Regions from separate parts of the Rattus norvegicus genome. Here region 2 is linked to region 1. The links are chromatin contacts, called in public Hi-C maps. All regions are on one chromosome and are shown on one strand. Each heading gives the region's core, a stretch centred on a gene start, on an enhancer-like site or on the middle of the called end of the contact. The rest is flanking DNA. Distances are from core to core; before and after follow the strand shown. Region 1 overlaps LOC120094685 (a long non-coding RNA gene). Region 2 holds the start of Slc39a10 (solute carrier family 39 member 10).

The links. A called contact is a pair of places that touch in the nucleus more often than the background predicts.
Region 2: a contact with region 1 is called in a Hi-C map of liver, with 2.5 times the contacts expected there. The contact joins the promoter of Slc39a10 here to the enhancer-like site in region 1. A contact is called at or near these places in 4 of 12 Hi-C or Micro-C datasets (kidney, liver and mammary epithelial cells).

The regions. Positions count from the first base shown.
Region 1 is chr9:62,358,683-62,364,332 of GRCr8, forward strand. All of the region lies in intron 2 of LOC120094685 (a long non-coding RNA gene), which reads right to left. It also overlaps a transcript of Slc39a10 not described here. Among named protein-coding and RNA genes, the nearest start is that of Slc39a10, 44 kb to the right of the region's middle. Within about 2 kb of position 4,084, at least 6 of the 93 cell types and tissues checked have an H3K27ac peak or open chromatin away from gene starts, as enhancers often do. A contact at or near this core is called in liver, where this site is marked.
Region 2 is chr9:62,400,966-62,407,042 of GRCr8, forward strand. It overlaps Slc39a10 (solute carrier family 39 member 10), which reads left to right and starts at 4,468. Exons shown (of 10, transcript NM_001108796.2): 1 at 4,468-5,055.

The DNA.
Region 1 (5,650 bases), core at 2,834-5,333:
GGGCCTGGCCTTATATTTTGTTTCTAAGATAAAGTTTCATGCTATAGCCCAGGCTAGTCTGGGATTCATATGTAACTTGATGAGTTAATTTCCAGACTTAATTTCTATCAAGGTTTTCTCAGAAGGAATTAACAAAATAAAAAAGAGCCAAGCTGAACCTCAACTATGCACAACCTTGATGGGCTTTAGTTTGGCTGTAGTGACTAAGAGTAGACTACGCCCCTACCCACAGGCTAGCCTGGAACATGTAACTTGATGAACATCAGAATCACCCGTAATGCCAGAATTACAGTGACTATGCCTGGCTCTGGATCTTGCTGTCTGTTCAGCTATCTCTGAATGTTTTCACGGTGTACTCTCAACACACAGCCAGTCCACTTTTGAGGACACAGAAGCCACATTTGTTGAACTTTTGTTGAATGAAGCAGCCTCTGACAATGAGGAAACAGAATAAGCACAAAACAAGACAGAGGATGAACACCAGATGTCCTTGCTCCAGAGACACGGCCATCCAGCTTCCTAGGCTACATGGCCTTTCCTCGTGCTTTCTCCTTCCGGATGAGGCTGAGCAGATGAAGTGTCATTGTGACCGGCTGATATTCCTCAGAGAACGCTGCCCATTGTGCTGCCTAACCTGCACAAGTACCCAGGAAACAGGCAAACATTCTCCTATTTTATGTCGAAAGAAACAGCATATGGATGTATATGAGCTACGTTATCAACAATGTGGCAGTATCAAGGCTTACCTCATGGCCCTTACGTCCCCCAAAGTGCACTATAAAACAAATTTATTTACTCTGAGCACAGTAGAGTGGGCAAGAGAGTGGCATGCAAATGGGCCTTAAGGTTTAGCCTCTTGACCCAGCCTACTTCTGAACCTTACAGTCAGTAGTGGAGTCCATTTCTTCCCGGGCCCTAATCTAGTAAATTCCCCTCTCATTACTTCCACTCCTTCACTGCCATACTCTAGAGTCTAACATAGACAGGAAACTACCTGTCCATATTGAATTTGGTCCTGAGCCAGAGGTAGGCTGTGCCTTACCCTCAACCACACCAGGATCTAGTCATAGAGTTCACTACTGTCTTCCAGGCTAGGGAATTTTTTATTTGTACTTAGAATTTAACTGGAGAAGAAAATGATTGAAGTGAAATTATTTTCACTCCTCAATTTTAGCAGCTTCTAATAATTCAATCTCTTTTGCTTTCTTGCTTTGAAAGCGCTGGATACAGAGCTGAGCAGGCAGTTTGAGAATGTTAGCGAACCCCAGGAAGAAACACAGGCAACTCCTCTTCAAACCAAAATACTGTTCATGCTTACTATTCAATTATATTCTACTACACACACTCTCACTAAGTGGACCTTTATGGGAGTTGCAGAAGATATATCATTTTAACATATGCAAATTGCTTTGGAAGTTAAAAGCGTGCATTTTATTGTTTGTTTGCTCACTTGGGGTACTTCGTTTTGCTTTGTTTGGTGCTAAAAATAGAACTCAGGCCTCAAGCCCAAGGTTTTGAGAATGCTAGGCAACTCTTTACTATCAAGCTGTACCCTCAGCTCCTAATTTAGTCATTCTTTTAAACACGAATGTTGAAGGCTCTGATGATATAGAACAAGTCAGGCAGGATCAGAATCTAGCTGCAATTGTTCCTAACAAGATCATGATATAATAAGGTCATTTGAACTTTAGTATAAGACAAATACCAATATATTGCCTCTTTCTTAACCAAACTTGTACACCAACCTCCCAACTGCCCGGTAATGTTTGATAGCTCACCTGGCAGTGAGGAGAACAGAGAATGAGATACAGAGAACATGGTAGAATTTCATCCTCATGTATTCCATTTCTCCCTTCCTTGTCCCACCCCAACTGTACAGGTAAAAATATGGAGGCAGTCTAGTCCAACTCTACAGCTGACTGTGAGGTAGCAAGGAAGATATGCAGCCCAGGGATTCACTGGTCTTCTGCACTGACGCATCAACATAGACAAAACTGAAAACAAACTTAGGTGGAAACTATGTTGAACGTCATGCATTTTACTTGTTCTCTGTAATTACCTATACTCCCCAGAGTATAGGGATTTAAAGAAATTTAAATGTAAAGAATTTAAAAGTCACACAAATACGTCCTCCCCTTGTGTGAGTTCTTTCCCATTCAGTTCTAAGCTCTGCTCATATTGAGTGTTACTTTCCTTTTTTTTTTTTTTTTTGGTTTTGTTTTTGAGGTGTGTATGTGTGTGTGTGTGTGTGTGTGTGTGTGTGTGTGTGTGTGTGTGTGTGTGTGTGTGTGTTTCTCGTAGCTCAAGTTAGCCTCTTATATATCAAAGGTTGGCCTTGAATTCGTGATATTCCTGCCTCCACCTCCCAAGTGCTGGGAGTACAGAAATGCACTACCACACTGAGCTTCATCTTGAGGTCTTCAGTTGAAAAAAATAGTCCTGCACTTGGCCGGGGCCATCTGCTCTAACAGTGTGCTGTGAAGTTGAAGCGCAGAGATAGGGATTTTCTTTTTCTGTGTACTAGACAAAGGGATCCTGAGCAAGGTCAAGCCATTTATTTTAATTTAGGAAACATTTATTCCACATCCTTAAAAGGACTGGGCTAGGTTCTTTCAGCAGAAGAAAATGAAGCAGAATCCTAATGAGGAAATAAGACAAAGGAAAAAAAACCCCACAAAGGAAGTGTTTAATGATTATTTAAATGAGGGAGGACTTTATAGCTGGCAGAGCAGATAATATTTAAAATTCACAAATAGTAAATATATGGAGTAATCATGTTTTGACATATGTGCATATTATGAAATAATTAAATGAAGCTAATTGGTTCATTGTTTCAATATTTGGATTTTGCACTGGAAATCTGTTTAACTATACCTGTGAGCAACTTTGAAGTATGCGACAGATTATTATTTATTATAGTTACTATTCATTCCAGGAGATCAGCAAAGTGTATTGGAGACAGTCTTTCTAAGTTGCCCTGGCAATTCTGGAACTTTCTCTGCAGACCAGGCCAGCCTTGATCTCATAGAGATCCATCTTTGTCTACCTCCTTGAGCTGTGATTGAAGTCATGCACCACCATGCCTGGTTACAAATGTATGATTTGATGTCAGCTTTACATTTCCCAGTAACCCCATCCTCAACTTCTGGACACAGTCATTCTACTGTTGATGATGAGTCTCTTAGGCTCCATGTGGAAGTAGAATTCATAGCATTTGCTGTTCTATACTTGGCGAATTCTTAGCAGAGTGTTCTCTGGGTTCATGCATGTTGTCGTAGAAGATAAGATTCCCATTTTTAAGCTGGATAGTTTTCAAATGTAAATACTATTATGATATTGAGACACTTTCTTCAACTCAGGTGAATACTTAGTTTGACTCCACCCATGTTTTGGCTTTTGCAAATCTATCACTTTTCCATGACTGTGTTGAAATACTATTGTAGGTGTTATTTGGGGGGAAGGGAGAGTCTACTTTATTGGGTTCTTATATCTACTCCCCTTTCAACACTTACTCTACCCTAATCCCTTCCAACCCCCAACACTAGGAAAGAGAGAAAGAAGGCTAGAGGGACAAGGGGGACATATACCTCTTTAGAATACTTCCTGTTGACTAGTGGTGGCCAGTCTTTGTTGTCAGAATTTCTCCAACCTGCAAATCAGCAATAGCAAACTCTGCATCAGAATGAGTAGCAGCAGGGACCAGCCGCAGTAGGGAGAGCAGCAGCCATCACAGGCGCTCTAGGGGTCTTCAATTTATACTCTCTCCGGGGTCCCCAGAGTTCCAAACATAAACTATCTGCAGCTGACAAAAGTCATGCCCCTCCTAGAGCATGAGATAACCATAATGGCAGAGGATAACCTAAAGCAGTCCCATATCCCACACCTGGGATTAAAATAAAAACATATTCACATAACATAACTGGGCTTTTAAGGAAACCAAAATTCTCACTACATACCACAATCAGAAGCCACTTACAGAAGAGGTTGTTTTTGGCTGACAATGATTGTAGGGGAGGCATAGTAGCATGCAGCTGAAGAGGAAGTTGAGAGATCACACTTCAGTGTCAAACACAAGGAGAAAGAACCAACAGGAAGTAGAGTGAGGCTATAAACTCTCACAACCCATGAACAGAGAAGTGCTTCTTCCAGGAAGGCTCTGTCACTTCCCAAAAGAACCTGTGACAAAGGTGGCTATTAACATACCAGAAGTGCCCGCTTAGCCTCAGGGTTCACTCAGTATCTGTGTCTCCTCTCAGCACTTCTCACCCTCCCCCACCTTCACCTGCTCCCTCACCTTCTCCTGCTCCCCCCACCCCCATCAAACTTCTCCAGCCCAAGGGACTTTGGCTCCCTTCCCCCAGCTTCTCATGCTTATATAAATCAGCTATTTTTGCCTCACTGAACTTCTCTCTCTCTCTCTCTCTCTCTCTCTCTCTCTCTCTCTCTCTCTCTCCACACACACACACACACACACACACACACACACACTTCCATACCCTCCCCTCCTCTCCCTCTCCCTCTCCTCTCCTCTTCCCTTCTCTTCTCTTCCTCTCTTGCTCTCTCCACCTCTCTCTCCTCTCATGGCCCAGTTAAGTCTGGACTCTTCTAGATGCCTTTGGCTGTTTTTTTTTCCTCTTCTCTCCTCTCCTCTCCTCCTCTCCTCTCCTCCTCCTTCTCCTCCTCCTCCTCTTTCTCCTCCTCTTCTTCCTCTCTCTCTCTCTCTCTGTTTTGTTTGAATTTCCACACTGTTCTCCGTCATGGTGGGGCTCTCCCACCATCTGTGCAGGAGAGTTTTCATTTCTTCATTTTGCCAGTGTTCCTTTCCTCTCATCTTTTAAATACTATTCATTCTAACTGGCTTGAGATTTTAGTCTATGGTCTCAATTAACAGTTTTCTGAAGACTAATTGCTAATCAAGACTTTTCACATACACCTGTTACTAGACGTAGATCTTATTTTGAGAAATGTCTGCTTAAGTCTTTTAACTTTGCATTGGGTTAGATCATTCTTCTGAGTTGTTGGAATTAGAAGGTGGAATCTATTATCATTTTGCTCAACATTCTCCAAGGACTATGGCCTTGAAAGAAGCATTTACAATTGAGTTCACTGGGGCCTGGGGATTAATTCTCTTCCATCTCTTTTATCATTCTCTCTTCTTAAAAAGAAAAAACTAATACATGGTCAAATCCTTTGTTTTTAAATGTAAACTGTATTTTTATTCAACTGTGCAAATCATACAAAATATTATATTCAAATTGAGTATATAATTCACTCTGTTGGAACTTATATAAAACTTGCAAGATTTTAAAAGCATAATTTTCATTTAAAGGTGGAATGCTGGAGAAGGGCCATGTGAAGAGGGAAAGTCAGAATGTAGGTGCTTCTAGTTACAACAATCAGGGCACTGTAAAAGGACGAGTCCAAAAGTCCTTGTTTTATTTACTTAACCACACTGTCTCCTGAAACTTTTGGATGCAAGTGCAGAAATAAAGGTATTTATGAAGTCAGACTTGTAATTGCCAGAAAGTAATAACAAATGCCAACTTGGTCCTTGCTACCTGTGTAAGTCCTAAGGGAAGGATGAGCTCATGGATGAATGTATATGGAGATCATTGCTAGGCTGAATTAAAGTACATTAAATATGGAAGTC
Region 2 (6,077 bases), core at 3,218-5,717, 43 kb after region 1:
ATGTGTGTTTGGGTGGTACATGTATTCAGATGTGCCTGTACACGGAGGCCAAGGAACAGCACCCAGTGTTGTTCCTCAGGTGCCGGCCATCTTGGTTTATTAAGACAGTCTTTTCCTCATTGCCTCTAAATTGACAAGTAGGCTAAGATGGCTAGCCAGGAACCCCCATCACCCCATCATTAGGGTTAGAGATACTTGTCAACACACTCCGAGCTTTTCACTGGGTTCTCAGGAGCACGTTCGGGCCTCCATGTTTGTGTGGCGAGCACCTTATGGACTAAGCTCTCTCTCCAGTCTCTGGCACAGCCTCGACATCAGAAGCAGAAGTGTGAGTACTATCCCAGGCACCAACACCTAGGATTGGGATCCCGGCTCTGCCTTCTTGGGATTTCAATAAAATGGACAGGCACCATGGTACCCACTTTACAGGAATGAATTATATTTAAAACATGGAATATTACCTGACACTTCTTAAACCACACATATTCATGTGCTAAGGGTGGGAAGGCAGACTATGAAATATAACTGCTTGGAGAAACGATGTCCTTATCCTTATAATTAGAATGAAACTTGAGTATGAAATCATCAGATGCTATGGGTGAGATCATCCACAAGAAAGAAAGCGAGTCAGGCACTGCTGGGCATTGCCAGATGGGTTCTCCATAATCATGGGAAATTACCTCAAACTTCTCCCAACCTGTGTGAGGAAAAGAATTGCTGATTCTTTTTTTGCTATAAAGAAAAGCAGCTTTAAATAAAGCATGCTACTTCACTTAGAAGTAAAACTAATGTAAAAGGAATTCAGAAATTCCTATGACACTTTGTAAAAATAGCTTTATTTTCTTCCTGGGTATGAATGTTTTGCCTGAATGCATGTCTGTGCCCTATGTATGTGTTTGGTTCCTGTGGAGGTCAGAAAAGGGCACTGGACCCCCTGGAACAAGAGCTATAGATGTTTACGACTCACTGCATGGGTGCCGAGAACTGAACCAGGTCTTCTATAAGATCCACAAATGAACTTGAACTGCCGAGCCATCTATCTCTCCTGCCCAAAAATTGCTACTCATTTCAACACTTCATTTATTGCTTTCCCTAAAATGTACAATGTTGTTGCATATTTTGCTGTCAAAGTTTTAACAAATAAAAGTAGGCAATGTTTGCTAAGTGTTTCTTGGTTCAAGCGACAGATTTGCTCATTTTTGTAGATGTTAGTTGTAAAATGGTTCTCATTATCAGAAAGCTTTGTGCAAGATCGGAAACTTGTTTTCCAGTGATGACATTTTAAAAATGAATCTTTAATACATGTTTATTTGTTTCAACTAGTTTAATAAACTTTTAAGATATTTAATGGTAACTCATGGTTAATTGTTCTCATGTTGGTAATTTCCCTTAAACTGAAGTGTAATCATTGTAAATCCACTTAAGGTTTGCAATATTAATATGATCATTTTTGCGGCTTTTGTTTCTGACTCCTTTGCACTAGGAGCTGAGTTTTTGAAGGCCAAGTCAGCCTGTGCAGCTGGGATTTTAAAGGATCTAAACTGGCCACCCGGTGGCAGCTGGCTCCTGTGTTTTCTGAAGGGGCCACCAAGCCTGTTTTTCTTCATTTTAATACTCTTGAGTGGGAACTGTTGGCTGAGAGCAAGAGTGAGAAGCGGGCTATTTGTTTATCTTCGTTCTGCAGCCTTCCACTCTTCCACCCTTAGAATCTAGGCACACTTGCTGCTTTCTTGGAAGTTTTTTCCCAAAACACCTGAAAAAAATATACTCCATGAGCAGCGTAAATAAATAGAATAATGCCTGGACTTCTCTCAAGATCAAAGTCATTGGGTCTCAAGGTCCAGCCCTCAAGGGCTAAATACGGGATTCCAGGGGCGTGTAGGCATGCATAATAAATAGGTTTGGTACGGGAAACCCTCTGGATGTTACATGGGTCTTTGCTTTCACTCGTTCTTCTGAGCGAATGCTCCTCTTTCTCATGAGTCGGGTCATTTTACTCTGAAGGCATGCTGGAGTGAATCTGAGGCAGCTCTACAGCTTCTCTGCTATGGCTCCTGCCTCAGCAACAGAGGAAAGCCCTTCTCCTAGTAGCACTGTGACCAGAGACAGGGTGCAGCTATTTTAATGGAATAGTCAACTTCGCACATCATGCTGAAGCCAGTTTTCTGTTTCTGGGTGGGGAGTGCTTAAATGTGTGCTTTTTCATAGCTTCAGTCTGCCTCTGCAGATCTCTGACATTATTACCTAATGTCCCAGGCCCAGCAATCAGTCAAAATTGTCCCTTACTGAGGCTATGTTGGCCTATCTTCCTGTGCTATGTCAAAGAGTTGGCTTTTCAGACACTAAGTCTTGCTCTTGAGAAACAGGAAGATCTGCAGAGCTGGGATTTCACCCTCAAGTATGAATACAGAGCCTCTAGAAATGATGGGTAACTGTTAGTTTGAAGCCTACATTCAGATCTGTGCTTATAGGTCCCTGACACCTTCCCTTCCCAGGTCTTAAATATCTATTCCTGTGCTCGGTGCCTTGGTTTGCACTCCGTTTACTCTTCTTCTCTTAATGATTTCTCTAGGCTGATCCAAACCTATTCGGAAAATCAGTGTTTAGATTCAACCGAATTCAAGTAGTTTTGTTTTTTTAAATCATTCGTTATTAGTAATCTTGATTCATGAAGAGAACAGCTGAGTTGGAAAGGTCTGATTCCGTGGACTCTGTCCTGCCCTTTGTAGATTTCATTACCACCGTAACTGTGCTGTGGATGGGAAGCACTTTCTCCAAAATTAGAAGGAAAGCTGGGCCTCCGCCGTGGGCTTCCCTTAGTGACAGTTAAAGTCCAAGGTGGGCTGTGATTCATATTTCCATTGTTATAGTTGGCTCTTTTCTAATCCTTGGAAGAACTAAAGGGTTCGTTGGGTTCCTTATACTGCCTCATAGAGGTAAAACGGGTACCTTTAAATTTCAGATACATATACATGAAATAATGCTGTGACTGAAGCTTTAGCCCTCTAGTTGCCACAATGTGGAATTCTGGAAAATTTTGAAAGGACCGTGAGAGATTGGGGAGTATGGAAGAATCCCACTAACGGCTGTGGCTGTTGATTGCTTTTCATGGCCACACTTCAGTGTTTAACCGAGTATTTAGATAAACCTGTGCAAACCAGGTGAACACTTGGTTTGTAAGCAAATATCCCCAAAACACTGGTGGTGCTGGGAACACTGGCTCAAGAGCTCTAGCTTGTTTGGAAGGTGTTATATATTTTAAAGAAGTTGACAATGTGTTTTATCAGATAATTACAAGCCTTAAAATATCACGGCAATTTGGATATTTTTATGCTTTGCACCAAAAGGATCTACTGATAAATCCTGTATAACTGAAGTCATTACTGTTTGTGTAATCCCCAGATTAACTCCTGGGTTTGAGGACTGTGGTCACTCCACCATCTTCTTCCACTAAGGGCAAGGCCTCATGACTTCTCAGAATGTCTTCCTTTGGCAGCCGGAGTTAGGTCATGGATTGGTTGGCTTCTCCATGTGAGAGAAAGAGGGATATGAGAAGCTCAATGTGCTTTCAGTCAGATATTTATTGAGCACCTGGAAGCTGTTTCATACACAGGTAAAAACAAAAGGCAAACAGCTTCTTTCAAGGAGTTCGAGGCTGCCAGACAGGCCGCGGTAGCCATGCTGAATAGGTTTGGCTCTCTATGCCTCTCTATGCCTCTCCTCAGTTCTCTCAGGCAAGTTCCTTATTCCCTAGGACTTTACTTCCTGGGTAATCATTCTTCAGTCTGTTAGGAGTATTAAATTAATATACATGGAAAGCATGTTGAAGGTACCTGACACATAAAGCTGGCAATTACTATTGCTCAGAGTTATATGCACCCTGTTGGTCCATAAAGCACCCACCCCCAGAATTCACTTTCACTAGTAAGTGCGCTCAGCTTGAATACAGAAACACAGGCTTCTGGGCAGAATACAAATAAGCCTAGACATGAATTAAAAGCCAGGAAGCAGAGCAATGAATAATGAAGCAAAAGGTTTGCCCAGCCTCCTTTTAAGAAAATTGTGGGTTGTTAGTTGCTTAAGAGGGGAGGAGGCCATTGAGAATGGCGGTGTGAGCAAAGGGATGCAAGAACCGGCAGGATGTAGGCATGAGTCCACCGGTGTTGCTGGGTGGATCGGGGTCTTGCCTTTGGGTGTAAAACTGTTCCAGTAGTTAAGGTTGGGGAAAGTCCTTGGATGGGTACCCAAAGCTATCATAATTACGTGACACTTTTAAAGTCAACACCTTTCTGTTCAGGAAAACCCATTGTAAGTGCTCTTTAAATGGGGGTGCGGTGGGGGGAGTTATGCAAAACACTTTGCACAAAGCACCAAAGTTTAGTTTTGCCCAGACTGGCACGGTTGCTGGGGCAGAGGGGGCGGAGTTAATTTAATATAGTTGTTTAACCCGCGTACAGATCAGTAAACCTAATTGATCTCTCCGAAACTCTGGCCTAGGACGCTCGCTTTCCGGGCTTCTATGTCTCATCCGCTAGCCCAAGGCCTCAGCAACCTACGTGCGAGGCCAGGAGAGGCGACCAAGGCCGCTCCACGCATGCGTTAGAAGCCGCCCCAACTGCCCCCAAGGAGTCCTTTCTCCGAACAAAACTAGCGCGGAGCTACAGGGCTCCGCAACTTGCGTAGATATAATTTCTTCCAGTTCCGCCTGCCGGTGTAGCTCCCCCGGTGCCGCGGCTCTCCTACGCCAGGCGCGTCCGCGAAGTGGATGGCTGGACGCTGCGAGTGCGCCGCCGGCGTAGCGCTGATCAGGCCGAGGTGCGACTGCGCAGGGCACCCGAGAGGGCTGGGTGCGCCGCTGGCGTAGAGCTGAGGCAGCCAGGGTGCGGCTGCGCAGGGCGCCAGAACAGACTGAGTGCGCCGCCGGCGTAGAGCGCCGGCTCGCGCACTAGGCTCCGCGACGCAGATAGCGCAGGCGGCTTTGGAGAATACACGACTGGGTGCAGCCGGGGTTTGGTACCGAGCGGAGAGGAGATGCACACGGCACTCGAGTGTGAGGTAACTATAAAACCCCGATTTGTTTACATTCCCTCCCCCAGAACCGGCCCCGTGCGCGGCGGAGCCTGGGAGTCCCGGGACGGCAGGGGAGGCCGGGCTGGGGCTGGCACCGGGGCCTCCGGGCTGGGGCTCGTGTGTTCGCAGCTGCTGCAGGCGGTGGCGGCGAGCAGGAGAGCAGCGCGTGGGGCTGGGACCAGCCGAGTGCGCCGCGGGCGGCGGTGGGGACCCGTGTCCCTCGGCCTGCTGCGGGGACGCGGGGCGGGTGGCGCCTGTTGAGGGCTGCGCGGGCTTCCCGCGGCCGCCGTACGGGGACCCGGGACCCGAGGCAGGTCCCAGGGGCTCGTCTGCGGGGGGTAACGGACGGCGGCCGCTCAGCTCCGGGCCAACCGAAAAGGCTCGATGGAGCGCGCGGGAGCTGTGGCGCAGTCCACCGGTCCCCGAGCCCTGGTCGTGAGACGACCGTGGCCCGGCCGCGGGCTTTGTTCCCGGGCACCAGGGTGTAGGGCGGCGTGGGCGCGGTTGGGAGCGGAGGGAAGTGGCCGGCCCGCCGCGGGGTCCGCATCCGCTCCACGCCTCGCTCCTCCCTTGGGGGGTCTTCGGAACTCCCCAGCCTGGCGAGGCGTCGGGTGGCGTGACGTGGAAGGGCTTCCTGCGGCTTCTGAGAAGACGCGTTCACGTGGGAGCCTGTCCACATGGGCCGAGTTTAAGGAGCTGGGCACGTGGAAGAAATCTCACCGCAGGACGCCCCACCACCGATTTGGAAGGGTCCTTCACCAAAGTGTCTGCTCCAAGTGACACAAAGCATGAGTTAACAGACAGTACAACCTACCGTCTTCTAGAAACTTACATTTATGTCTCCATTGTTAAGTGCGGTAACTAGCGGGTGACAGGTTTCTTGTATGTTTTCTTTTTGGATGTGTATCTAACGATAATTAAGAAAAAAGTAATACAAGAGCTGGAGGCTTAGAATTGTAACAGTGCCGTTGGGAAGCCTAAACAAAGCAAAACTGCGGTGTACAGAG